2 separate regions of the Drosophila melanogaster genome follow, and region 1 is linked to region 2. The links are chromatin contacts, called in public Hi-C maps. All regions are on one chromosome and are shown on one strand. The core of a region is the stretch at or near the end of the contact, and the rest is flanking DNA. Distances in the headings are between cores, read along the strand shown. Region 1 holds the start of CG3448. Region 2 holds the start of CG4080.

What was found. Hi-C and Micro-C count contacts between places; a contact is called where the count stands out from the background.
Region 1: a contact with region 2 is called in a Hi-C map of the Kc167 cell line, with 2.9 times the contacts expected there. A contact is called at or near these places in 4 of 107 Hi-C or Micro-C datasets (the Kc167 cell line, the S2 cell line and embryo).

Annotation. Positions count from the first base shown.
Region 1 is chr3L:9,450,117-9,455,443 of dm6, reverse strand. It overlaps CG3448, which reads left to right and starts at 3,872. Exons shown (of 1, transcript NM_140059.3): 1 at 3,872-4,899. The coding sequence starts at 3,913. The coding sequence ends at 4,620. It overlaps CG3529, which reads right to left. Exons shown (of 6, transcript NM_140058.3): 6 at 4,659-5,212. The coding sequence ends at 5,015. ghi (ghiberti) reads right to left here and starts at 3,568. Exons shown (of 3, transcript NM_168344.3): 1 at 3,411-3,568; 2 at 3,274-3,319; 3 at 2,654-3,146. The coding sequence starts at 3,464. The coding sequence ends at 3,001. phol (pleiohomeotic like) reads left to right here. Exons shown (of 2, transcript NM_001300076.1): 2 at 1-2,641. The coding sequence ends at 1,914.
Region 2 is chr3L:9,395,807-9,401,363 of dm6, reverse strand. It overlaps CG4080, which reads left to right and starts at 2,137. Exons shown (of 6, transcript NM_001259766.2): 1 at 2,137-2,857. The coding sequence starts at 2,778. It overlaps eIF4E1 (eukaryotic translation initiation factor 4E1), which reads left to right. Exons shown (of 6, transcript NM_168335.2): 2 at 1-324; 3 at 411-781; 4 at 846-945; 5 at 1,180-1,267; 6 at 1,331-1,746. The coding sequence starts at 268. The coding sequence ends at 1,494.

The DNA.
Region 1 (5,327 bases), core at 2,623-5,122, 52 kb before region 2:
GCTGCGGCGGTACCGTTGCCCCTGCACTCCGCCCCGTCGTCGGCATACTTCACTCATGCACACCAGCCTACGGCGGCTACCATAGTCGAGCAAGATCCGTACACCGTTTTGGCGGGCGATCCGATGGGCGAGGAAAGCGAGAGCTTCCTGATCGAGGAGATCATCGACGACTATGATGATGAGGCTAATATCGTCGTAGACTCAGGCGAATTCTTTGAGCACTATGAATACTATCCGGTGGATCGGCTGGACAGACTTACCTCGGTCACGGTGGCTACGGCAGATGCACTGCCGCCGCCGATCATCATGCAGCAGACCAGCGACGATGAGGAATTCATCGAGGAGGATGGACAGCAGATGACATCCTCCTGCGATGGCGATGGCGATGAGGATGATGAGGCTACCGCGCCGGCTACGACAAATGCCTTCGAGATTGCCTCCGAGATGCTAACCACCATCGAGGCCACAAACATCAAGGAGGAGCAGCTCGAGAGCGACTTCTATATGAAGGCGACCGAGGATTCAAACAGTTCGAATGGCCAGCTGCAGGATTTTAAGCTATTTGGAAGCAGTCGCGTCGAGAGGCCCATGGGAAATTCAGCGGCCAAGCGCTGGAAGCAAACAAAGGTACCCATACGCATAACGCAGGATGAGTTCAATGTCACCCTTTGGTCCTCGCTCAACTCGGAGGATGAGGACGAGGAGGAGGAGTTGGAGGAACCACCTGGTTGTGCTGGCACCACATCCGTGACGTCCTCCTCCGCCGCCCAGAATGAAGGATCACCCAGCATGCCAAAGCTTATTATTGACGAGCACATGATCAACCACGATGTTTTAAGCGATGGCATCGGCAACGAGTACGTCATCCTACCCGATCCATTCAGCGCCTCTGCGGTCACGGATGTGGAGGAGGTGGTTAATGCATTTATGGGCGATGTCAAAGGCGAGGAGGACAGCCAGCCGCTAAGTGAACAGTTGATCTATGCGGAAAACCAGTTGGAAGAAGCTTATGGTAACATCGAGCTTATCGAGAACATGCCGAATAATGTGGAGCTGATACAGACACCGGGACCAGGTCCAGCCACTGTGTCGGTAGCGCTATCGAAGGTCAACGGATGTGTACCGAATCCACAGCCGGCTCTCCCAAAACTAGTGCTCCAGAACAGCAGCACCAATGTGCGACTGAAAAGTGCGGGAAATCAGTCAAAGGTGACAAAGAGGCAACTCACGGCGGCGGCTCAGGTGGCGACACCAAATCCCCCACCGCCACTAGTGGCTTCCAGCAATCCAGCCCGACCCCAACGACCCACAATTGTAACCAAATTACCGACTGCAGTGGCCAATCAGACGGCTGGTAATGCCATGGGAGCAGCTGGCGCGGCCGGCGAAGAGGATGAGGAGCCAAAGTTTCGCTGCACCCATCGCGGCTGCAACAAGGAGTTTCGCAACCACTCGGCCATGCGCAAGCACATGCACACGCACGGACCGCGCGGTCATGTGTGCAACGTCTGCGGCAAGAGCTTTGTAGAGAGCTCCAAGCTAAAGCGCCACCAGCTGGTGCACACCGGCGAGAAGCCCTTTGAGTGCACCTTTGAGGGGTGCGGCAAGCGCTTCTCGCTGGACTTCAATCTGCGCACCCACGTACGGATACACACTGGCGATAGGCCCTACCACTGTCCCATTGATGGCTGCTCCAAGTGCTTCGCCCAGTCAACGAACCTCAAGTCCCACATGCTGACGCACACGAAGCCCAAAAGGAAGTGGCCGCGCGCACCGCAAGTGAGCAACAACAAGACACCGCTGGTGGCCAGATACGGGCGACTGGAGTTTGGCGAGGATCCTCGTCTAGTGTACGTAGAACAGAACGAGGAGGTGGCGTCGGTGCTGCTGGATGGCACGTCCCTAACATCCTAACTAGTAGTGCGCTTTAATGTGTGGCAGGTATTGGCATGAGATGGTTAAAATATTAAAGCTCCTTTGGCTCCGGAAGGCATTATTGTACAGTTAGTTGTAGCCAGTTTTTATCTGTATCTGTAACCTGTAACGAGCGGAGCGGCCGGACAAGATTGTCACCTGGTGAACACATCCGCCCGCTGCCCGCCCTTTAAGTAAGTAGTGTAAGTTCATTCTCTAACAAAATAGGATTGCAGTGCAAAAGGAAGTTAGATGGTAGCCATTAATTAATTTCCTTCACGGATGAAGAGCAGTTCTAAGAGTTTAGCTTGTACCGTAGGCTAAGTGAGTCCCCCCGCAAAACCAAAACTGAACCGTAATCCCCGAAGAACTCAGCCAAACTGTCACCTTAAAAAGCCCCAATTTGATCTGATACTAATCGTGTGCGATCTTCGCTCGAATAACAAAACGCGCACTTTCTTTTCTACGAAAACAAAACAAACAAAAAAATAAGAAAAATACACAAAACTAGTTTTACCATATTCAATACGCATACACCATAGGCTATCTATATATTTTTGTAATGAATTATAACACTTAGAGCATTGAAGTACGGATTTAGCATGTTCAACGTCTGTTGGCGCTAACAATAATTCACAAATGGAAGCACATCAGTTAAGTCGGAATAAACAAGGGAAATACCTCTTCAAAATTAAACAAAAATAAACCAGGAAAACAATGCAACAACACTTGCGTATATCATTTATCATTTCTTTTTTTAACTATTTCACAGTGCGATTGTGTAAGCGTTAGATTTATTAACTGACTTTAAACTTGTAACTACTGCTAGATAACTACATTAAACGGTGAGGCAGCTATTGATGGACAGTCGCCGGGTGTTGTCCACTTCAGATTCGGATCAGCAAGCGATTAGATCGCCTCTTTGGACATGTGTCGCCTACAGCTACGTTCCATTCATTGATTGCGGTGTATAAACGCGTGCGGATTAGATAAAGCATCGCGGCGAGGTACAGATACGCGGCTATTTTGGATATTGGAACGGAGAACAGTACACACGATTGGTCTGGGCATGGTCTGATCGGTATTTTAGGTGACCTTGAGCCCATGTCCTTGAACTCCGGGAATAATATCCGCGATGGAGGCACTTGTTGGGCCAATCAATCCGGCCAGCGAGAGCAGCACGGAGTAGTTGAAGTACCAGAAAACGCAGAAGAGTACCATGAAAATGACGTCTGCAATGAACCGAGAGCAATAATAACCCTGATAAGCGTATAAATTCTCCAGAAGCATGACGAATCCGTCGGATATTCCCAACTAGTTCGAGGGTGTGCTATTTTATTAACAGCAATTAACACTCACGTATCGTTATCCGCTCCCACTTTTCAACCATGTACAGCTCGGTGACCTGCAAGTTAATGGGGTTCATTTAAATCAAAATCCCGTGGAGCGCAGCTTCTCAGGTGGAATATGTGCGTAATTTTATGACCATTACATACCATGAGGTATCGAAACCACCAGTAACTGGCGAATTCCACGAGGTTGTCAAGCATTGCGGGTGCCGAATCGAGTAAAACACTAAAAAGAGGACAAACAATAGGGGTGCAGCGCGTTTAATTTGTTTAGTTCCTCCTACTGGCTGTGTACTAACTTAAACACGGTTAATCGATATCGCTGTCATATCGATAATTTGGACCGCCTAGTGCTGCAAAATGCGTGTTTAATAAAATAAAATATTAGAATGCTAATAGAAGGGTTGTATATCGACTGTTAAAGTTAATTAGAACTTAAATATTTGAGCTCTCGGAAATATTTGAAGATGTATTTATTTATTTAATTTTACTGAAAAGAGTACATATACGTACACTTAAACGTTCGCCATAAGCACTCTATCAAAATTACATACATTTAATCAATCTGACAACTCAGTTGTAAACAGCTGTTTTAAAAACCCCGCAACAGTTGTTTACATTTAGTTGTGAAACTAAAATATTGCCGAACATGTCCACCTTTGTGGTTAAATTACTTCAACGCTCTCAGCTCTCACATAGTCAAATAGACGTAAAGCCGTTTATTTATGTCCGAAGCAAATGGATGGACGACGACGTGGAGTTTGACATCCTGACCACTTCTGACAATCAAAACTACCGGTCAATTGTAAAATACGATGAGTTTCGAAGTGGAGCCAGTGAATTGGAACAGGCCTACGATGCTTTCTTTGCGGAGTGCAAAAGTGCCGTAACTACGCACATGGGACTCCAAGGATTTGATTATGAAATATCCATGGAAGATGTCGAAAAACCAGCGTTCAAAGTGTACAAATGCGAAGGATACGAAACGCTGTACTTGGATGTTCCGCTTAGAAAAGTCTCCAACTGCTACCAGATGCTGGATGCAGCCATCGAAGCTGGTCAGCAGAAGCCACAAGCAGCTCCAGCCACCGAATCCGACGCCCAGACAACCGCATCCCTGGCTGAATATGAAAAGTATGTGAGGGACAGCAAGCTGAAGGAGGAGGAACTTCTCAAGAAATTCCTGCTGCTTTTGAACAGCAAAAAGGCCCACATCCGGGATTTAGAGAGTCAGTTGGAAAAACGATCCGGGAAAGTATCAAGAGCAAAGAATAATCAAAGGATTTTTTCTGATGACGAGGACGATGCCTACGGAGCAGCTACTCAAGTCATGAATATAGATAACGACTCAGATTAAGCCCCTTAGTAATATAAATATTTAAACAAAGACGAAATCGGTATGTGCTTGAAATGTATTTCCATTTTGTTTTAGTTTTTCTTTTCGATTTTGTAAAATAAATTAGCTTTATAATGTATGTATAAATAAACAACAAATAGACTTGTAACGTAATACATTAAATTACCATCAATGTGTAGACGTGGCTTACAATTAGACCAACAAAAGATCGCTTGTTTTTTTGGAATATAATCAATAGTTATCGTTGCTGTTTTTGTAAAAAATAAAAGCATTTTACATAAAGTGTTACTATGTATCTGCTATCAAATAGACGTTACGGATAAGTATGTTAGGGTGTGTATAACATTTGAAAGAGTAAACAATTAGAGCCGATGATGGTGCTGGCGGAGATCACTCAGAGCGCGAGCAGATCCTCTTCGGCGCCCGGTTTCTTTGGTGTCTTTCGTAAGCTATCGGCTCCTGCCGATCCTGTCGTGGCACTGGCGGCGGAGTTCGATGCACTGATCGTTGGAAGATTCTCGGCGGCAGCGGCTCTCTCCTCTAGGAATTTGTCAAACTCCGAGCTGGTCAGCTCCTCAATTCCCTCGATGTGCTGTGTGGTGGAAACAAATGACTCATTAGTCATATTAAGTACTCGAAAATGGATGACAGAAGCTAAGAAGCAAAGGAATAGTATGTAAATCGAGAAACTGAAGCCGAGTGCATGG
Region 2 (5,557 bases), core at 888-3,387:
TTGGTTAATAATACACAAGTGAAGAGCGAACTGCAGGGGAGCGAGATATCACGAAACAATCCAAAATCCACACACACTCAAACAGAAATCAAAAGCTTCGCTCTCTCGCACACACACGCACCAACCAACTATCAACTATCACAAACACCGCGACAGAGAGAGAGCGGCAAGTGAATCACGGCGAATCGAAACCGATCCGAACCCACTCCGGAGCCGAAAAAGAACTGATCCTACCATCAAACGCATCCAATAAACACGGCCGCCAACATGCAGAGCGACTTTCACAGAATGAAGAACTTTGCCAATCCCAAGTCCATGTTCAAAGTAATACTCTCAGTGCGCCTGTCGCTAAGCCAAGCTAATCTAATCTTCTGATTCCCCTTCCCATCCATTGCCATCTTCTCCCGCAGACCAGCGCCCCCAGCACCGAGCAGGGTCGTCCGGAACCACCAACTTCGGCTGCAGCGCCCGCCGAGGCTAAGGATGTCAAGCCCAAGGAGGACCCACAGGAGACTGGTGAACCAGCAGGCAACACTGCAACCACTACTGCTCCTGCCGGCGACGATGCTGTGCGCACCGAGCATTTATACAAACACCCGCTCATGAATGTCTGGACGCTGTGGTACCTTGAAAACGATCGGTCCAAGTCCTGGGAGGACATGCAAAACGAGATCACCAGCTTCGATACCGTCGAGGACTTCTGGAGCCTATACAACCACATCAAGCCCCCATCAGAGATCAAGCTGGGTAGTGACTACTCGCTATTCAAGAAGAACATTCGGTGGGTTTGCTGTTTATTGCAATTCTGCCAAGATAACCTTTACTAACTGATATCTCATTTGCAGTCCCATGTGGGAGGATGCAGCCAACAAACAGGGCGGTCGTTGGGTCATTACCCTTAACAAAAGCTCCAAGACCGATCTGGATAACCTATGGCTCGATGTGGTAAGTGCACAAAGAAACGAGTGGTGAGCGGATGGTCTATTTATAGTGAATGTACATTCTTGAAATGCAAAAATATAGAAATAGGTGTATGATTTTGCAATATAAATTATAACTTATAGAAAATATCAGCTAAAAATACGCTAGTGCTAGCTTTTGTCTTAGGAACATTCAATAGTGAGCTTATATCATAAATATTTTTCGCATATGAGTAACTACAACTGTTTTGCCTTCCAGCTGCTCTGCCTGATTGGTGAGGCCTTCGATCACTCTGATCAGATCTGCGGCGCTGTTATAAACATTCGCGGCAAGAGCAACAAGATATGTAAGTTTTCACGCACACCCAACTTCAGCGGAATTCCTTTGTTTAACGATTAATGCTTTCCAGCCATCTGGACTGCCGACGGAAACAACGAGGAAGCTGCCCTTGAGATTGGTCACAAGCTGCGCGATGCCCTGCGTCTGGGACGCAACAACTCGCTGCAGTATCAGTTGCACAAGGACACGATGGTCAAGCAGGGCTCCAACGTGAAATCGATCTACACTTTGTAGGCGGCTAATAACTGGCCGCTCCTTATTCGGTCCGATCCCACACTGATTATTTTGTCTTTCATTTATTTATCGTTATAAGCAACAGTAGCGATTAATCGTGACTATTGTCTAAGACCCGCGTAACGAAACCGAAACGGAACCCCCTTTGTTATCAAAAATCGGCATAATATAAAATCTATCCGCTTTTTGTAGTCACTGTCAATAATGGATTAGACGGAAAAGTATATTAATAAAAACCTACATTAAAACCGGATACTTTTGATCTTTGATTTTGGAGATATTTTAAAATAGAAAAAAGTTAACCTATATTGTTTTTGGGATAATTACTTGTTGTATTACTAAAACGAGCTTGTATCCTAATATGGGCACCTAAAGCAAAACTTCCAAATTTGGAATTCAATTTGTTGCTAAAAATACGTTAGCAATTTCTAGGGTGGCCAAAAAAAAATGTGTATCGATATATCGATAGGTTTCCTAAATAGACATTAAAATAATTTTAGCTTTTTACTTATATTGTTAGAGTAAATACGTTTGTATTTAAAAAATAAGTCAGTATTTTTTTTTTATTAACCTATTATTGAATTTTATATGAGTGAGAGCTTTTCCATTCAGCCAAGAACGGTCACACTGCATGTGACATGTTTCAATTGTGTAGGCGCAGTCACACTGGTCGCGTCGCTCGTAGATATCGTGTAAGGATATGTCTCCGTGTTTAGCTAAATAAAATACATAAAATATATGTGCAATTCTAACAAGCATAGCCATTTAGCGTAGAGTAGTGGAACGAACAGCTCGTACCGGGCCAGTAACAACAAATTAACAAGCAAACGCACTAAAGTTTGTCGCGGAATAAAGATATAATAATAGACCAGCTAACCAACACAAACAAACACACACACGGCCAGAAGTTCGTTGGCGTTGAAAGGGAAAAATGAAACGAAATGAAAGGAGAATAACAGTGCAATAGATTCGGTTTACATTGTGCAAAAAATCGAAGTAGCCCCTGCCAACAGGGTCGCTAAAAATAAAGAAGGCGACAGCCTCTGTTTATCGTTGGGAATAAACAAATATATGGCCAGCGGAGGAGAATCATAACAAAGGCGCAAGACTAGCCAGCATAAAAGACAAAGGAGCTCTCCTCCCCCGCGTCCGCCACCCCCCTCCCTTTTTGGGGTTGAAAACCCCCCACGCGTTGCGGTGCAGCATCGCCCCGACTATGCGATACCCTGCAATCGAGTTTATAGTGCTATAGAGAGAGAGAGAGAGAGCGAGTTACGAACAAAATGCCTTGCGACAACGCCAAAACCTCTTCGGATATCGAGCATGTGGATTGGAATTCCGGCCAGCACTATGCGAATGTCAGGTGAGTTTTGAATGCCCTTGATATGGCCAAAAAAAAAGGAATCCTATAAGTTATTCAAGTACACCAAAGAACAAAAAAAAAAGTAAAATAAAGAAAAACGAGAAATAAAATAAAATCAAGTGCAAGCACGCAATTGAAAAATCGTGGGATGGTTGACATTCTTCTTGGCATTGTCCATTGTTTATTTATAGCCAGGAAACGGACATGATTTAAATGTTTGATTGTTCGTCGTTTGGGAAATCACAATAATTAAGTTCTCAACGCAGGCTGCAAGTGCTAAAAATCAATGTGTGTTCTTTGCGCCACAATAAACAAATCCAGCTGTCCATACCGACACGCAGATAAGATATACCTTAATCGAAATGAAAACGAAAATAACCCAATTTCAAGCAGCGATTGATTCATTCCCTTAATTTGTTGCTCTGCACCAACATCAACTGTTGAGATCTCAATCGTCGTAATCCCCATCTAACGCCTGCTAATGACAATCATTAGGCAATAGTTAACAACATTGACTTGTACTTACTTACTTACCATACTAGTTCCATGCCGATCGGCAACTTCGATTGAAATGCAAATATGGACACTACGATGCTGGGAAGGTGACAAGATCTTGACGCGAGGCGCCAGCTGTTATCTGTTTATACAATTATAGGTTTATAAATTACGCGCGATTTATTTATATTGCAATCTGACGTGACAGCGGGGCATTGACCATACCCAATACTCTTACGACTTTTAATGAAGCCAATGAGGTCTAAAATGAAGATAAATCATAAATATAATTATATATCAGTCATTGAAGACGTTCTCCATAACTAAAGCAGTTTAATGGTACTGGCTTTTCGATTCACTTAATTCGTATTGTTTGGTATTAGTATTTGTGGCTACCAACTTTTATTTGCCTCATAGATGTTGTATCTTTATCTTTAGTTATTCATCAAATTTTCAATGGAACGCTCTTAAATAAACATATTTACTCAATTGTATTTGAATGTTGAGAAATGCGGCTCTTGCGTAGCTATAATTTATATATGTATGCTCGTATTTTGTGAAATACAGACCGTTCAACACCCCCGATGTCAGTGTGATGAGCCTTATCACCTGGCCATCGCAAATCTAATCTGTCGCCGGAGTGAGTAAATGTGTCTCACTTTGCTGTTATTTCAGGTGTCGTTGTTGAATAAACATTGGCTATTGTATCGGCTTGGGCCATCACGATCAAATATTTGTCGACTATCGTGAAAATGTAAAATGGAGCGTAGCGAAAAACAAACCATTGATAAGAAGCGAATTTTCTCAAGCTTGCATTTCGCATGGGTTTTCCCAAAACAATAGCAATGTGTATACACACACAAACATTCATACATTGCATATGTATGCAAATGTATATTTTTGGTGGCGCCAGTTGGGGGGGTATAACTTTTGCATTAATTGCCTCGAACTTAAACCAGTTGGGTTTTGGACTTTAAAATAAGTTTTACACGCAGAGAGCGCTAAAAAAAAAAAAAAAATAATGCGCAAATTATCAAAAAGCATTCGAACAAAGCAAACGAACAGGCAGCGAAAACAAAGCGCAAAACAGTTGAATTGGACCCCGCCTGACTCCGATTTCCCCCTTCCCCCCTCCACCACCCATCCATCCCTTGGAATCATCCGGTTCCTTGCGCCATGCGAAGATTACTTGTTTCATCTGGTCCGGCGGAGCTGGTGAGGGCGTGGCCCGTTCCGTTGTGTTCGGGCGTGGAATTTAATAAAATGCGCTAATTTAGTCGTAATTACAAGTGGGCACGGGTGGTAATGAAGCGCTCAAAAGACCCAAATCTTACGCAAATAACACGAAATGCCCCCGTAATGTGAATTTACCAAACGACCCTCGCATAATTAGGCGATTTAAGGGTAATATGCTATATAAACTTAGTTATCAGATCCAGAGAAATCAACAATTATATTCTTACTCATTTTCAGTAAGTGTTGAGCCAAAGTATAATTTTGTAATATTAATCTTGGCTTTCAGTTTGAAAACAGTTCCGCTTTCATAGTACATACATTCATATTCGACTCTCTGTTGATAAACAAATTTTCCCCTCTTTTATCAGCTAATTATAAACAACATTCATAACGATAGTTGAGCCGTTTATTTCTCAAGAAAAAAAAACGGCGATAAGAAACGAATATAAGTTCAAATTAGATTAACGAACGTAAATATTTGGTTACCGAAAAGTACACGATTCCGGGGAATTCGCAAATTTCCATCGGAAGCACTTTCGCAGTGGCAGCAACAAAAAGTGCCGTTAAACAAACAAAAAGCGCGATGATGCAGCTTGCACTTGAAACCCAAAACCCGAGGGCGAAAAGGTTTTTATTTTTAGTTTCGCTGAAATAAAGCACCTGCCCGTCGCTCTCTCATTCACCTGGTAATGCGATAGCGATACCGTTGTGTGTGTTATATATATACATACTTATACCCTTGTATATACCCTTTTGATATCGCCTAATCAAATTGTGGAGGGCAAAAAAGCAAAACGGAATGAAAATGTGCCGATCCGATCAATAAAAGTGTGAGAAATCTTAACGAGAGCTAGCTGCTCTTTTGCTTTTGTGATCGACAGGAATTTACATGTTGCTTATTTATGCACTCAAAAGTGACATTTCCGTTCTAATTGAGTTCAAAATTTGTTATTTTCAATGTCGAACAGG